Linked DNA regions of Sus scrofa: regions 2, 3 and 4 are each linked to region 1. A link is a contact called in public Hi-C and HiChIP or PLAC-seq data. All regions are on one chromosome and are shown on one strand. Each heading gives the region's core, a stretch centred on a gene start, on an enhancer-like site or on the middle of the called end of the contact. The rest is flanking DNA. Distances are from core to core; before and after follow the strand shown.

Region 1 (3,316 bases), core at 528-3,027:
CTTCGCCACCTGTCCGCCGGAGCAGCTTGGGCACACCAGACAAAGGAGTGCCCCGCGGTCGAGGGAGCCGGCGTGGAATGTGGGGCGGGCGGACCCAGGGCGTGAGGCCTTGGATACTGGATACTTCCCACTTCCGTGTGTGACATCTTGGGACCGCCAAGTGTGGCAGTTGTCCTCACACATGGACGCCCCCACCTGGGGGCTGAAGGCCCATGGTTGTGCCCAGAGGTGCCAGTAAGGGGGGACTTTTCTGGAGGCCCAGCCCCCGGTTCTCCCAAGAGTGGCACACGCACACACCAGGCCTTGCCCTGTGCCTTTGGAAAGTCTGGGAAGTCGGGTACCCAGCTAGGCCTGGTGGCACAGGTGGCCGTAGGCATGGATTGCGTTTGGGTGACAGAGGTTCCCCCCCAGGTGAGCTGGGCAGCGGCTTTACCTGTCTAGCCCAACGCAGATGTGAACACCAGCTGAAGGGCTCTTGGGGCACCTGGTCCCGCCCCCCCATCGGCAGACACCTGCCCAGGTCCAGCCAAGCATACTGGGACCCTGACAAGGCCCCAGACTCGGTCTGCCCGGCACCACTGCCACCCCTCTTGGCCAGTGCTCTCTCTTCCCTGTGGCTCTTTTGATGTTTAATTCCGTGCTGAGCAATCCCGAAAGCTTCCAAAGTACCTGGTTCCCTCTGGGCATAACCAAAGCACTGGTGGCAGCAGGTGTGACCAAGACCCTGCCAGCAGTGACAGGACTTCAAGACCAGCCTCCTGGGGAAAAGGGCGCGCCCTGGAGCCGACTGGACCCACAGCCCCAGAGTTACTGAGGCCTAGGAAACCCACTCCAGGCGTGGCCGTTTCCTAGTATCATAAACAGAGAAGAGGGTGCCCCGCTCAAGTCTAGGGGGAAGGTGATGATTCAGGTAGCCCCTGCCTCAGTTTCCATACAACACTCAAAAGTAATTAAAATGGAGCAAAACTCCACCACCTCCCCCGCGGACGAGGAGGGGGTGGCCCCAAACGCAGAGAGGAGCCGCCGCCTGGGGACAATCGGGTCTGCGGTTTGAGGCGCAGGATGCGTTGGTTGGGTGTGGTAGGACGGGGCCTGTCTCTGCACAATCAGGGACCCCCGGCGCCCCGACACCGGCGGAGGGGCCTTGGCGGTGGTGGCTGCGCTAGGAAACGGGCGGCTCCTTCTCGTCGTGAGAAGGGCGAGGTCACGGCTCCCCGGGACTCCCCCGGACCGCCGGGCCCACAGTGCCGCCACGGCGACCGGCGGCGACCACCGCCCTCTCCCCTCCCCCACGCCCCCAGCTCAGCACCGAGAAGCCGCCTCGCGGCCCGAGCTCCCTGCAGAGCCTCGGGGAGGAAACTCGCAGGGGGCGCGCGGGGAGCGAAGCCCCCCTGCGGGGGCGGGGCGCGGGAACACACCCTGCTCCCGGTGCCGCCCAGCCCCGGGCCAGGCAGTTTCGGGGTGCAGCCGGGCCCTCCCCCAGGGTGCGCGACAGTCCCGGGGCGGAGCCGGCGGGTCAGCTCTGCGGCCCACCCTGCGACCCCGGGGGCGGTGGGGGGGGGAATCGCCAGCCCGGCCCGCTAGCCTGCCCCGCGCGGGGTCTCGCGCGCGGGGTCGCGGGCGCGCGGGGGCGGCGCGGGCGGGGCGGTTGGGGGCGGTGCGGGAGGGGGCGGGACCGGGCGCGGGGCCCCACGTGCCCCGGCCGGCCGGGCCAATGGGCGCCCGGCGTTCGGAAAGATCGCCATATATGGACATGTTCTGGGGCCGCGCGCGCCGCCGGGCCGCGCGCGCCCCCCGCTCCGCTTAAATAGGGGCGGGGGAGGCCGCGGTCGGTCTCGCTCGCCGCAGCCGGCCCGCGCTCCGTGTCTTCTCGCCGCTCCTCCGCTCGCTCCTCCGCGCCCCGCGGCCGCCGTCTCCGCCGGTAGGTGACCAGGCCTGCGCAGCTCCGGCCCGGTGTCCGGCTCTCGCGCTCCTCCGCAGGCCCGGCCCCGGCCCCAGAGGCCCGGCTTCACCGCCGCTGGCAACAAAAGGGGCGGCCGGGCGGGCCCCCGGGGTCCGCAGTGGGGGCGCCCTCGGGGGCGGGAGCTGGGTGGGGTCCGGCCGCACTGCCGAGCGCTCTGGGCCGCGCCGCCGCGGAACGGCGGCGGGCGGGGGGGTTACATAAAAGGCGGCCCCGGTTCCGGGCGGTTTCTCCGCTGCCGGGCCGGGGGGAGGCGGAGCGTCTCGCGGGCAGGGCCTTTGCAGGGGCCGTCCCGGCGCCGCTGGGCGCGCCTGAGCCGCTCGTGCCTTTGAGCAGATCGCCATGGAAGAAGAGATCGCCGCGCTGGTCATCGACAATGGCTCCGGCATGTGCAAAGCTGGCTTTGCTGGGGATGACGCCCCCCGGGCCGTGTTCCCGTCCATCGTCGGGCGTCCCCGACACCAGGGTGTCATGGTGGGCATGGGCCAGAAGGACAGCTACGTGGGCGACGAGGCTCAGAGCAAGCGGGGCATCCTGACCCTCAAGTACCCCATCGAACACGGCATCGTCACCAACTGGGACGACATGGAGAAGATCTGGCATCACACCTTCTACAACGAGCTGCGCGTGGCCCCCGAGGAGCACCCCGTGCTGCTCACGGAGGCCCCCCTGAACCCCAAGGCCAACCGTGAGAAGATGACTCAGGTAGGCGCTGCCGGGTGCAGTGGGCCGTTTCCATCCGTTTCATGAGTCGTTTAGTGCTGAGCTTTTGGGTTTTTTTTCCTGAAATTCAAGTGTTTCTTTCGATATTTTCAGGGTTCTGTTCTTCTCCTGGCATTTCCTTCCTGAAGTCTCAAGGTTTCTCGTTTGTGTTTCTGCCTGCTTCCTTTTCTTTTCTCCACACATCACATCACGTTTGTGGCATGTCGGCATGGTGTGTAGCATGGGGTGGCCCGGGGTCCCTTCTCTGACTAAGGAGCCGTTGCCTTTCCCAGATCATGTTCGAGACCTTCAACACGCCGGCCATGTACGTGGCCATCCAGGCCGTGCTGTCCCTGTACGCCTCTGGCCGCACCACTGGCATTGTCATGGACTCTGGGGATGGGGTCACCCACACGGTGCCCATCTACGAGGGGTACGCCCTGCCCCACGCCATCCTGCGTCTGGACCTGGCTGGCCGGGACCTGACCGACTACCTCATGAAGATCCTCACGGAGCGGGGCTACAGCTTCACCACCACGGCCGAGCGGGAGATCGTGCGGGACATCAAGGAGAAGCTCTGCTACGTCGCCCTGGACTTCGAGCAGGAGATGGCCACCGCCGCGTCCTCCTCCTCCCTGGAGAAGAGCTACGAGC
Region 2 (3,316 bases), core at 433-2,932, 210 kb before region 1:
AACCCAAAGCCACAACTACCCTGCAGAGGGGCTCCCTGATCCTTGGACACTATGCAAAATAATAAAATTGGTCGTTTCAAGTGGCTAAATTTCATGGCCTGCTTTTACACAGCAACAGACGATGTATGTAAGAGCCTGGTATTTTTTTAAAAAGCACTTGGGGGAGTTCCCGGTGTGGGACCCAGCGAAAACAAATCCGACTAGGAACCATGAGGTTTTGGGTTCGATCCCTGGTCTCACTCAGGGGGATCCGGAGTTGCCCTGACCTGTGGTGTAGGTTGCAGACTAGGCTTGGATCCCGTGTTGCTGTGGCTGTGGTGTAGGCCAGCAGCTGTAGCTCTGATGTGACCCGCAGCCTGGGAACCTCCATATGCCACGGCTGCGGCCCTAAAAAAAGCGAGAGAAAAAAAAAAAAAAAAGAATAAATAGGAGTTCCCCTCGTGGCACAGTGGTTAACGAATCCGACTAGGAACCATGAGGTTGCGAGTTCGGTCCCTGCCCTCGCTCAGCGGGTTAAGGATCCGGCGTTGCCGTGAGCTGTGGTGTAGGTTGCAGACACGGCTGGGATCCTGCGTTGCTGTGGCTCTGGCATAGGCCGGTGGCTACAGCTCCAATTCAACCCCTAGCCTGGGAACCTCCATATGCCGCGGGAGCGGCCCAAAGAAATAGCAAAAAGACAAAAAAAAGACAAAAAAAAAAAAAAAAAAGAATAAATAAAGTAAAAGGCACTTGGGTTACTGGAAAGCAGTTTGGCAGCGAGGCAGGACGCCCGGCTCTGGCGTTGCAGCTTCCAGTAACAGGACGCCTGCGAAGCACATCCCAGGAACCAACCAGCTTGGAATGCTCTGCCTTTGGCCAGCTCAACTTTCTACACAGAAAGCTGACAGTATTCCCCAAACTGGCGCAAGTTGAGACATTTCCAAAAATACTAAGATCAGTATTTCGCAGTTCTATCGCTTCTACCGCCTAACAAGCCGATGCGCCATCCAGGTGAGCGTACGTGACCGCGCCGTGGAGCGGAGGGCTTGGACCCCACGCGGAGAGACGAGCGCTGGGGGCCCTCGGCAGCGCGGGCTCCATCCCGCCGGCCACAAATCACGCGCGCCCCCAGCCCCGGCGCTCCGGGTGGAGACCCCGGGGGACGGTGGCGGCTGAGCCAGGGGCTTCCGGAGTCACGAGCGGCACAGAGCCGCTCCCGATGCTGAGTTTCTCTTCGTGAAGGAGCGCTCCCGGCAGGGCGGCCAAACGCTGACGGGTCTGGAAAGGAAGGAAAGGCAGGGACGGCGCGCTGGTTTCGGGGACGGGGGCTGCCCGACTAGCGCGTCCCCGCGGTGTGACGGCTGCGTGCCCGAGAGACACGCCTGCGCCTCGCGTGCCACGCCCACCGTCCGCGAGCCACTGCCTCGCCCCTTTAGCTTGCGGGTTGACCCGCGGGGACGCCCCGGACCAGGAAACGCAGGTGCCAAAGGGCGCAGAACCCCAACCCTACCGGCCTCCACAGGGCTCCCCGCTCGCTGCCCACGCGGGACGCGCCCACAAGCCGGGATCTCAAGATGGCCGCGGCGCGCTCCCAGCAGCCCCCGCGCACGCATGCGCTCTCCGGAGCCCGCCCGGCGCGAGCGGAAGTCGCGTGATCCCGGAAGTGGCCGGCCGGGCGCGCGCGGGTGGGGCGGCGACGTTCGTCATTCCGTGCGGGAGGGAGCGCGAGAGCGGCGCGGTCGAGGCTCCGGTGAGCGCGGGCGGCGGGGCCGGCTGGTGCGGTGGGCTAGCGGGCGGGGCAGCCGCGGAGGGGGAGGCGGGGGGCCGCGCCTTTGTTCCCGCCGCCCGCCCCGCCCGCCCCGCCCTCCTGCCTGCCCACCCGAAGGGTCTGCGCTGGGCGGGGGCGGCGGTGACAGCGGGCGGCGGCCGGGGCGCCGGGGCAGCCCACGTGCGAATCGGGGACGCCGGAGGAGGGAGGCGGCGGCGAGGGAGCTGGAAGGCGAGAGGTGGGGGCGTAGGGGCCGGGGGCGGGAGCTGGGGATGCACAGAGGTGCAGGCCTCTTTTGTGGTCGCAGCTCGTGCTCAGCGGCTCCCTCCTCGCCGGTGCACGCCAGCCTGCTCCGGCCGGACGCCCACTCGCCTGAGCCGTGTGGCCCCCGCGCCCCACCCCGCGCGCCTGCCGCGCCCTGTCCAGATTGCGGGCCCTGCAGGAAGTGCGCGCCGCGCGATCGCACTTAGAGGATCCTGTCGCCTGCGGCCGCGCTTGAGTGGCGTTAGGGCGTGAGCTTTCTAGAGGAATTCCAGAGGAAGCGACTAGGAGGTCTGGAAATACGGGCCGGGCCCCACCCTGCCTTCGGCGGCCGGGTGGTTCCGGGTCCCCCGCGGCCCTTTGTGAGATCTTGTCCGCGCGCACATCCCGGCTTTGGCTGTCTTTACGGACAACGGCGGCCCTGACCCACCTCCCACACCACCGAGTCGGGTCCGAGCGGGTTTCAGATACTGCTCGGGGATTCCGGGGGGGGTATGCGATGGTCATTCTTAGTGAAAGAAGACCAGTGGCTGCCCTATGCACTGCTCCTCTCTTTGATGGCACTGCTGCGAGCTCTTCTGGGCGAGGATCCCGAAGGGGGCTCCTGAAATTCCCACACGTCTAGAGCAGTTTCCAAATTCTAGGTCTCTGAACCCTCACAGCTGGAGATAAGGTTGGCAGACATTTAGGGTCCCTCGTCCATTTCAGGATTTATCTGTGCGACTCAGGCTAGCCCTGTCATCTGAGCCTTAGGAGAGCCTTGTGTTTGTAGGGTGAGAAAGAACTAACTTGTAGCCTGCACAGACATTTAGGACAGGCCTGAAGGAACAGACCGATCAGCAATAGTCAGTAGGAGGGATCTCTTGAGGTGAGCCCCTGGGCGATTCAGGACAAGCAGCAGGACTTGGTCCTGACCCTGCTAGGTAGGTCTGGGGTGCTGCTGCTTCCTGGAAGCAGGGGAGCTGTCCCTGGTCTTTGCAAGGGGCAGGCTGGGGCCTCTCTAGCCCTGGATACTGTGGACCTGGAATTGGGTCCCCTGAGGTGGGCAGGATGAGGAGGTGAAGGTGGCCCTTCTGGGCCTCGGGAGACTGTTTCCGGGCCCTTTTCGACGTTCTGGCTGTCATGGCCTTCCTGTTACAGAGGATGCGCCTGCTCTTGGGCCCACATGGAGGCTTGGCCACCTGTGGAGGAAGATCCAACACTGATCACCAGTGGGACCTGCAGAAGGGCTAGAAGGGGCGACGCTGGGTTCCTCCAGGCTGCCACAGCCCATGCCACCCTGCCCACAGGTGTCCCAGACCCCGCTAG
Region 3 (3,316 bases), core at 459-2,958, 200 kb after region 1:
CGGCGCCTCCTCGGAGCGGACGGCAGATGGGGTCATCCCCTCATGTCCTCAGGTAAGAAAGTCCTCGTTCCCGTCCTGAGTTCCCAGGGCCCAGGGCCTGCAGTTAGGTCCCCATCAGCGGAAAAAGGCACAAGGGCCAGCCTTTTGGGGACAGGACAGCACGATGGAGGCAAAGGAGCATAAAGAGTCTCAGACGACCAGACACCTGTGCAGGTGACCACGCGCCCACAGGTGCCAGAGCAGAGCCTGGTGCCGGGAGCGCGGGTCTTCACCTCGCAACCGGTGACCGTGGGACCGAGGCCTGTCCCCTCCCGGGGGATCTGCCAGGAGGCAGGAAGCAAGTCCCAAGGACATGTCCGCGTCGGATCAGAGGTTGGTGACAAGGCTGAGACTGCGCGTCCCAGCCACGGTCATGGCAAGGGGAGTGCGAGGAGGGTCTGAGGGCCCAGAAAAGGAGGGAGAGCCATCCCGGAACGTCAGAAAATGGCCTCAGATTCCTGGAATCATCCTGCCCCCTCTGGGGTCCGGTTCTCAGGATCTGCGTCTGGTGAACAGAGCTGATCCTTGGCATCACAGCCCACCCCAGACCCCGGAGACCTGACACCTCGGCACCAGCTCAAACCCCCGTGTGGAAGCCTCAGTGCAGTCTCCGCTGCCTGCCCTTGAGATGTCTGGAGCGCCCATCTCAGTTGCCCAGAGAGTTGCCTCCAATTCTACTTCTTCCTCGTCTTTCTTGAAAACACAAACTGGACACCATAGTTCTTTACGTGGGCATAGTGCGTAAGGATTTCTCCAGCACAGGGTTCGATCAGTGAGGATCAGAAAATGCCACAGCTCGGAAACAGAAGACACCCGCTCCTGAGTGGTTGGAGGCAGATCTGAACCCAGAGCCAGGGAACCAACAGACCGCGTCAGCGCAGCCGCTTCTGCGCCCTTGGCACCCGTCAGCGCGGCTGGTGGAGGACTTCGCAGCCGCTGCGGCCCTGCTGGTTGTCCCTTCACCCTCTGAGAAACGCGCAGTCGAGCAGGGGGAGACCAGGGGCCTGGCTGTAACCGCCCACGCGCAGCACACACGTGGGGTCCCTTTTGGCGTTACCCCGCCTCGGCGACAGGCCCAGGTAGGGTTCCAAGGCACCGCAGTAACACGGTGAGGGTGCCGTTCCCCTCCCCGCGATGGACACGGCCGGGCGGGGGTCGCGCTGGCTGGTGGGCGGGTGTGCCGTGTGCGCAGCACCTGCCGGCGCCCAACACCGAAACCAGGGTGCCCCCCGCCCCGGCGGGGCCGGCGCCCACTTACCGCGGCGGCGAAGCAGCGCCGCAGGGCTTCGAACTCTTGCGCGCAAAGGTCCTTGGTCAGGCGGCCGCCCGGGGCGGTGGATGCCTGCACGCACCTGCCGTAGGCCGCGGCCTGGGGACAGGACGGGGACGGGCGAGGATCGCGGCGGCCCTTGCGCCCGCCGGTCAGCCAGTAGACCCCCCCGCCGCTCCCCGGTAACCGCCCGCCCCGCCCCGCCCCGTACAGCCCTCCCGCCTCGCTGACGGCTCCGCACCTCAGTCCCACAGGCCGCCAGGCGCTCGGGGAAGGCGCGGAGGCGGCTTCGCACTCGACCCCACACCGCTCCGCTACCCGACATGAGCGGCTCTTCCTGGCACCCGTGGGCGCCGCCATCTTAGGTCCGGCCTCTTCCCGCACCCAACAGCTTGATTGGTCGACGCTTCCGCCCACAACCTGTTCTGCGCTTTGTAATTGGCCAGGCTTCAGCCACGCCTCTGCCTCGCCTCCGGAACTACGCTCTGGGAGCAGAGCCCTGTAATTGGCTCGTGGTTTCGTCCGTCTTTGACCTTAGACTTTGGATTGGTTCAGGTGCAAATTGTTTACCGAGGACGGCCTCAGGGCCCGCCCCACGCGAACGATTGGCCAGCGGGGCCAGGCCCGCTGAGTGACTGGACGGGGTCAGGGCTTGGCGGAAGCTGGGCGGGGCCGGAAGGTGACCGGCATCCATGGCGGCCACGCCGCAGCTGCGGGACCGGCTGAGCTTCCTGCACCGGGTGAGTGCGGGCGGCCCGGCCCCGCCGCGCGCAGCCTCCCGGCCGAGTTGGCCGCCTCCGTGGCCCCGCTCGGCCCCCGCGGGGTCACAGCTCTGCGGCCCCCCCACCTCTCCTCTCGCCTCTTCCCCCCAGCCCCGCCTCCGACACCCCCGGCTCCCCTCCTCTCCCTCCTACCCTGGACCCCTCCGAGGCTGCGGGACCCCGCCGCACGTGCGTGGAGGAGGCAGGTCAGCCAGCCCTGTGTCAGGTCCTGGGGACAGTGAGACGCCTTGACCCGAGTCCAAATTGGGGAAGAGAGCCAGGGGCCCCAAGTTAGTGCTTTCTTACCCAACTTGAGAGCTTTCGAGAAAAAGACGCAGTGACCCCTGAGCTCTGTCGAAGATCAATTACAGGGCCAGACACTAGCCTGGAAAGCAGGACGACCGTTTCACTCAGTGGCGGGCGTCAGATAGGGGTGAAGGAGAAAAAAATAGCTTTTATTGCTCTGCCAGGCCAAGGAGGTGACAGCAGGCTAACGCCCTAAAGACTGGGCCGTTTCTTGGGGAAGAGTTGCAGGGAGTTTTATGGTCTAAAAGGAGAAAAACAGGGTTTCAGATAAGAATCAGGGTTGGGGCAAACACGCATTCTTCTTTCTTTCAGCGATTCTTAGTCACCTAAGCTGGTGCCGGAGAGCTCAGTGGTTTTCCGGGTTATGAATCTTGACTTTTCCTGGAATAACAATACTTGAGAAAGGGGTATCCTGATGAGCGGTTAGAACGAATTGGGAAAGTTCCTGAAGAACAGCAGGTGCTAATCTTTAATCCCCGGGCGGTTGTGCTCAGGGCGCCTCATCTTTAGTTCACAGGTGATTGTGTTTAGGGTGCAGTCAAGCCAGGGAGACGCACAAGGAAAGCCTCCAAGCTCTTCGGTTTTAAACTGCTTATTGCTAAGCTGTTTCTAAACGAAACATAAGGAACATAGTGTGTCCCTTAGGTGTGTCAGACGCCTGCGTCACTGACGGGGGAGGCGGGGAGCCCTTAGAGCCACCGAGGACTGGGCATTTTCAGGACAGAAGGCTGCGGCTCGAGTCAGAAATCGCGAGGAGCTGGGCAGTGTCCATGGGTTGCCGCGTCCGCGTCTGATAGCTGGTGGTCCTAGAGGTTAGGTCCTGTAGGGACTGGGATTTTCTGGTAGTTACATTTCAAGGAATGGCCTTGAGGTCCTTGAGAAAGACACCCTGGAGTCGTAGGAGGCCCTTGGTTCACAGTTGTAGTTCCTTTTTAGGAAA
Region 4 (3,316 bases), core at 432-2,931, 160 kb after region 1:
CTTTCAATAGTCATGGCAGAGACTATGTGGTTTTTTTTTTTTTTTTGTCTTTTTAGGGCCACACCCATGGCACATGAAGGTTCCCAGGCTAGGGGCTGAATCAGAGCTATCAGCCTACACCACAGCCACAGCAATGCCAGATCCTTAACCCACTGAGCCAGGCCAGGGCTCGAACCTGTGTCCTCGTGGATGCTAGTCAGGCTTGGTTCCACTGAGCCACAATGGGAACTCCACTATGTGGCTTTTGAAACAGAAAATATTTGCTACCTGGCTCTTCGCAGGAAAAATTGACCAGCCTCTGGAGTTCCCGTCGTGGCTCGGTGGCTAATAAATCCGACTAGGAACCATGAGGTTGCAGGTTCCATCCCTGGCCTTGCTCAGTGGGTCAAGGATCCGGCATTGCCGTGAGCTGTGATGTAGGTTGTAGATGGGGCTCGGATCCTATGTTGCTGTGGCTGTTGTGTAGGCTGGTGGCTATAGCTCCGATTAGACCCCTAGCCTGGGACCCTCCATATGCCGCGGTGCAGCCCTAGAAAAGACAACAAACAAAAAAATTGTCCAGCCTCTGATGTAAACTAGCAAGAACTCTCATAACTACTTGAAGAGCGATTGGGCAATACCTGGTAAAATGAAGGTGTGCCTGCACGTGAACCGGCAGTTCTGCTTCTACGGGTTTACCCTGGAGCCCCCCCAACACCCGAGAAGACAAGGGCCGTGGTGTTCACTGAATCACTGTTTATAATGGCAAATAATTGGAAGCAACTCGGTGGCCCTCAGCAGGAGAATGGATATATATATTCCGGGCTATTTTATTATTGCTTATTTAAAAAAATGTTTTTCCACCGCATCCACGGCATATGGAAGTTGCCCGGACAGGGATCCTATCCCAGACCCAGGTGTGACCTACACCACAGCTGCTGCAATACTGGATCCTTAACCTGTTGTGCCACAGCAGGAACTCCAATTTTTTTTTTTTTTAAATTGTGGCTGCATCGTGGCATATGGAAGTTCCTGGGCCAGGGGTCGAATGGGAGCTGCAGCAGGGGTCTACACTATGGCAACACCGAATCTGAGCCACATCTGCGACCTGTGCTGCAGCCTGTGGCATCGCTGGATCCTTAACCCACTTAGGCAGGCCAGGGGTCAAACACACATCTTCACGGAGACTGGTCCTTAACCTGATGAGCCAAAACGCGAACTCCTCCATGCCCACTCTTTAGAACTGTGTACTCTTGCTGAGGAACTCAGCCTCTCTGTGCTCAGCGTCCCACTCCTAAAACGTGGGCGCTAACTCCTGGAATCCGTTATCAACGCTGACATGAAGGTGCAGCCCCGGAGACCCGCGCATCTAGCACACTTCTCCCAATCGGTCTCGAGGGTAATTGCTGAAAATGAAGGCTTAAAATCCTGCTCCTCTCCAGAAGGCGTGACGTGGCCCTTTCCCTCCTGCCCTCCACTGCTCTTCCGGATGGGGGCCACAAGGGGCGAGCTCTTGTGCTCCAGACCCTGCAAGACATGGCGCAGGACGCCAGCTCCACAGGGAGGATCAGCTGGCTGTAGGGACAGGTGCGCCCCATAGACCCCGTCCCCACCCCCCCGTGTGCGTCCATCCAAGCCCCGCCCCTGCAGGCGCCGAGGTCCGCCTTTCATTGGTGAGCGCCCTGCCCCGAGCTCCGCCCCTCGTCGTCACTTCCGGGCGGAGGAGCTCGCGGAAGGCGGAAGTGTGCGTGCCCAGGCGGCCGCCGAGCAGCACCGGAGTGTTTCTCGCCGGCTCCCCGCGGCTTTTCCCGGTCTGGGCTCGGGGACGCTGCGGTGGCCCGCGGGAGCCAGCGGGGGACGAAGCTATGAGGCGGCCGCGGGGCCTGGCGGGGCCTGGAGGGTGACTGCTCCCGCCGCCTTCCCGCGAGACCGCCTCCTCCAGGCGGCGTCCCCCTCGGGGTCTCGCGCCCCACCGTCCTGCCGGCGCCTTGGACCCGGGGCTCCGGGGCCCCAGGCCTCGCGCCATGACCGCGGCCGCGGCCTCCAACTGGGGGCTTATCACGAACATAGTGAACAGCATAGTAGGGGTCAGTGTCCTCACCATGCCCTTCTGCTTCAAACAGGTGAGTCGAGCGGGCGGTGGTCGCCGCCCCGGCCGCCCCGGGCTCAGCCCGTCACGGGAGCCGGCGCGGCGGGAGGAGGGACCCGGCAGCCCACCCGCCCCGGCGCCGCCGCGGAAGCCGAGGGAAAGCCCCCCGCGAACAGCTTGCGCACCGTTGGTAACTTCAGACCGAGGTGCAGCGTGTAGCGAGGCGATCTTGAAAACTGGAGAGTGACCGCGGGACTCCGTGTTCGCGTCCTTTCCTGGCGTTTCTTGCAACTCTGATCCCACCGCACTCCTTTCCGGGAGCGCACAGGTCAACCCCGGCCTTGGAACTAGATTGGGGTGTGGGTTCTGAGGGGGTTGCTAAATTCACCAGATTGGACACGTCAGAGCTTTGTGTTTCGCTGTGGGCAAACCTTACCTTAACGGAAAACGTCGGAAGTATTAAAAAATTGGTGTCATTCCGACGTTAAATACTGCAGGAGAGAAACTCAGCCTTTTTTGAGGTGTGGGTTTATTTGGCTTCTGTTTAATCCACAAATAAAGAGGCTTTTGGTCCTTTAGAAGAGGGAGGTTGACAGAGTTATCAAATTGGGCAACTTCTTAACTAAAAACGAACTTCTCCGCTTCCTGTGTGCCACACTGGAGGTGCCGCTCCCCCGGCCGCCTGGGGCAGGAGCTGGCCACGAGGGAGAGCGGCTTTCTTGAGGCTGGAGGAGGACCAGTGGGACACCAGGGGAGGACAGGTGGCCAGCAGGCCCTCAAAGACCAGCCTTACGTGGAAAAATGCGCATAAGATGATATTTTGGCCTTGACGTGGGCTCCAGTTGCTTCATCTTAGATTCAGGTTTTGCATTTTTCATATTTAGGATGCTTTGCTGTAAATAGCAAGCAGAAGAAAATGCGTTTCGGTTCCCGTGTGAGCGGTTGCTCTGACTTGCTTGGTGACCGTGTTGCTGGGGGGATGGAGACGGCGGGCTGACGTGGAAGGCCATGCTGGCGGCTTCTGGAACCTCCAAGGCAACATCTGTGTCTTGGCATGGGAGTCGCAGTGTGGGCCGGCCCCCTCTGGGTGTTCCTGGAGGGACTACGTATCCCAGCGCGCACTGCGACGCGCCTGGCACAGAACTGCCTCCTGGGATGTGTAGTTGGCTTGTCCTGCGCCTGTACCTGTACCGCCATCCTTCACGCCTGTCTGCCACGTGCCACCGCGGCAGGGCTCTGGGGGTTCAG

What was found. A called contact is a pair of places that touch in the nucleus more often than the background predicts. HiChIP or PLAC-seq counts read pairs in DNA pulled down with a chosen protein or histone mark.
Region 2: a contact with region 1 is called in a Hi-C map of liver, with 2.2 times the contacts expected there. The contact joins the promoter of ARHGDIA here to the promoter of ACTG1 in region 1. A contact is called at or near these places in 2 of 47 Hi-C or Micro-C datasets (heart right ventricle and liver).
Region 3: a contact with region 1 is called in an H3K27ac HiChIP or PLAC-seq map of alveolar macrophages. The contact joins the promoter of NDUFAF8 here to the promoter of ACTG1 in region 1. A contact is called at or near these places in 3 of 5 promoter capture datasets (fetal skeletal muscle, liver and skeletal muscle), 23 of 47 Hi-C or Micro-C datasets (adipose tissue, alveolar macrophages, blood and 13 more) and 2 of 2 datasets of contacts at active chromatin or transcription factors (alveolar macrophages and skeletal muscle).
Region 4: a contact with region 1 is called in an H3K27ac HiChIP or PLAC-seq map of skeletal muscle. The contact joins the promoter of SLC38A10 here to the promoter of ACTG1 in region 1. A contact is called at or near these places in 2 of 5 promoter capture datasets (fetal liver and liver), 10 of 47 Hi-C or Micro-C datasets (embryonic fibroblasts, epiblast stem cells, heart right ventricle and 3 more) and 2 of 2 datasets of contacts at active chromatin or transcription factors (alveolar macrophages and skeletal muscle).

The regions. Positions count from the first base shown.
Region 1 is chr12:1,318,578-1,321,893 of Sscrofa11.1, forward strand. ACTG1 (actin, cytoplasmic 2) reads left to right here and starts at 1,778. Exons shown (of 5, transcript XM_003357928.4): 1 at 1,778-1,921; 2 at 2,297-2,665; 3 at 2,956-3,316. The coding sequence starts at 2,303.
Region 2 is chr12:1,111,713-1,115,028 of Sscrofa11.1, forward strand. It overlaps ARHGDIA (Rho GDP dissociation inhibitor (GDI) alpha), which reads left to right and starts at 1,683. Exons shown (of 6, transcript NM_001201384.1): 1 at 1,683-1,729; 2 at 3,298-3,316. It overlaps LOC110255935 (a long non-coding RNA gene), which reads right to left and starts at 1,592. Exons shown (of 2, transcript XR_002336921.1): 1 at 1,490-1,592; 2 at 1-1,257.
Region 3 is chr12:1,517,770-1,521,085 of Sscrofa11.1, forward strand. It overlaps NDUFAF8 (NADH dehydrogenase [ubiquinone] 1 alpha subcomplex assembly factor 8), which reads right to left and starts at 1,709. Exons shown (of 3, transcript XM_021066478.1): 1 at 1,551-1,709; 2 at 1-1,408. The coding sequence starts at 1,634. The coding sequence ends at 809. It overlaps TEPSIN (TEPSIN, adaptor related protein complex 4 accessory protein), which reads left to right and starts at 1,991. Exons shown (of 14, transcript NM_001244108.1): 1 at 1,991-2,049. The coding sequence starts at 2,002.
Region 4 is chr12:1,479,564-1,482,879 of Sscrofa11.1, forward strand. It overlaps SLC38A10 (putative sodium-coupled neutral amino acid transporter 10), which reads left to right and starts at 1,682. Exons shown (of 18, transcript XM_005668573.2): 1 at 1,682-2,102. The coding sequence starts at 2,004.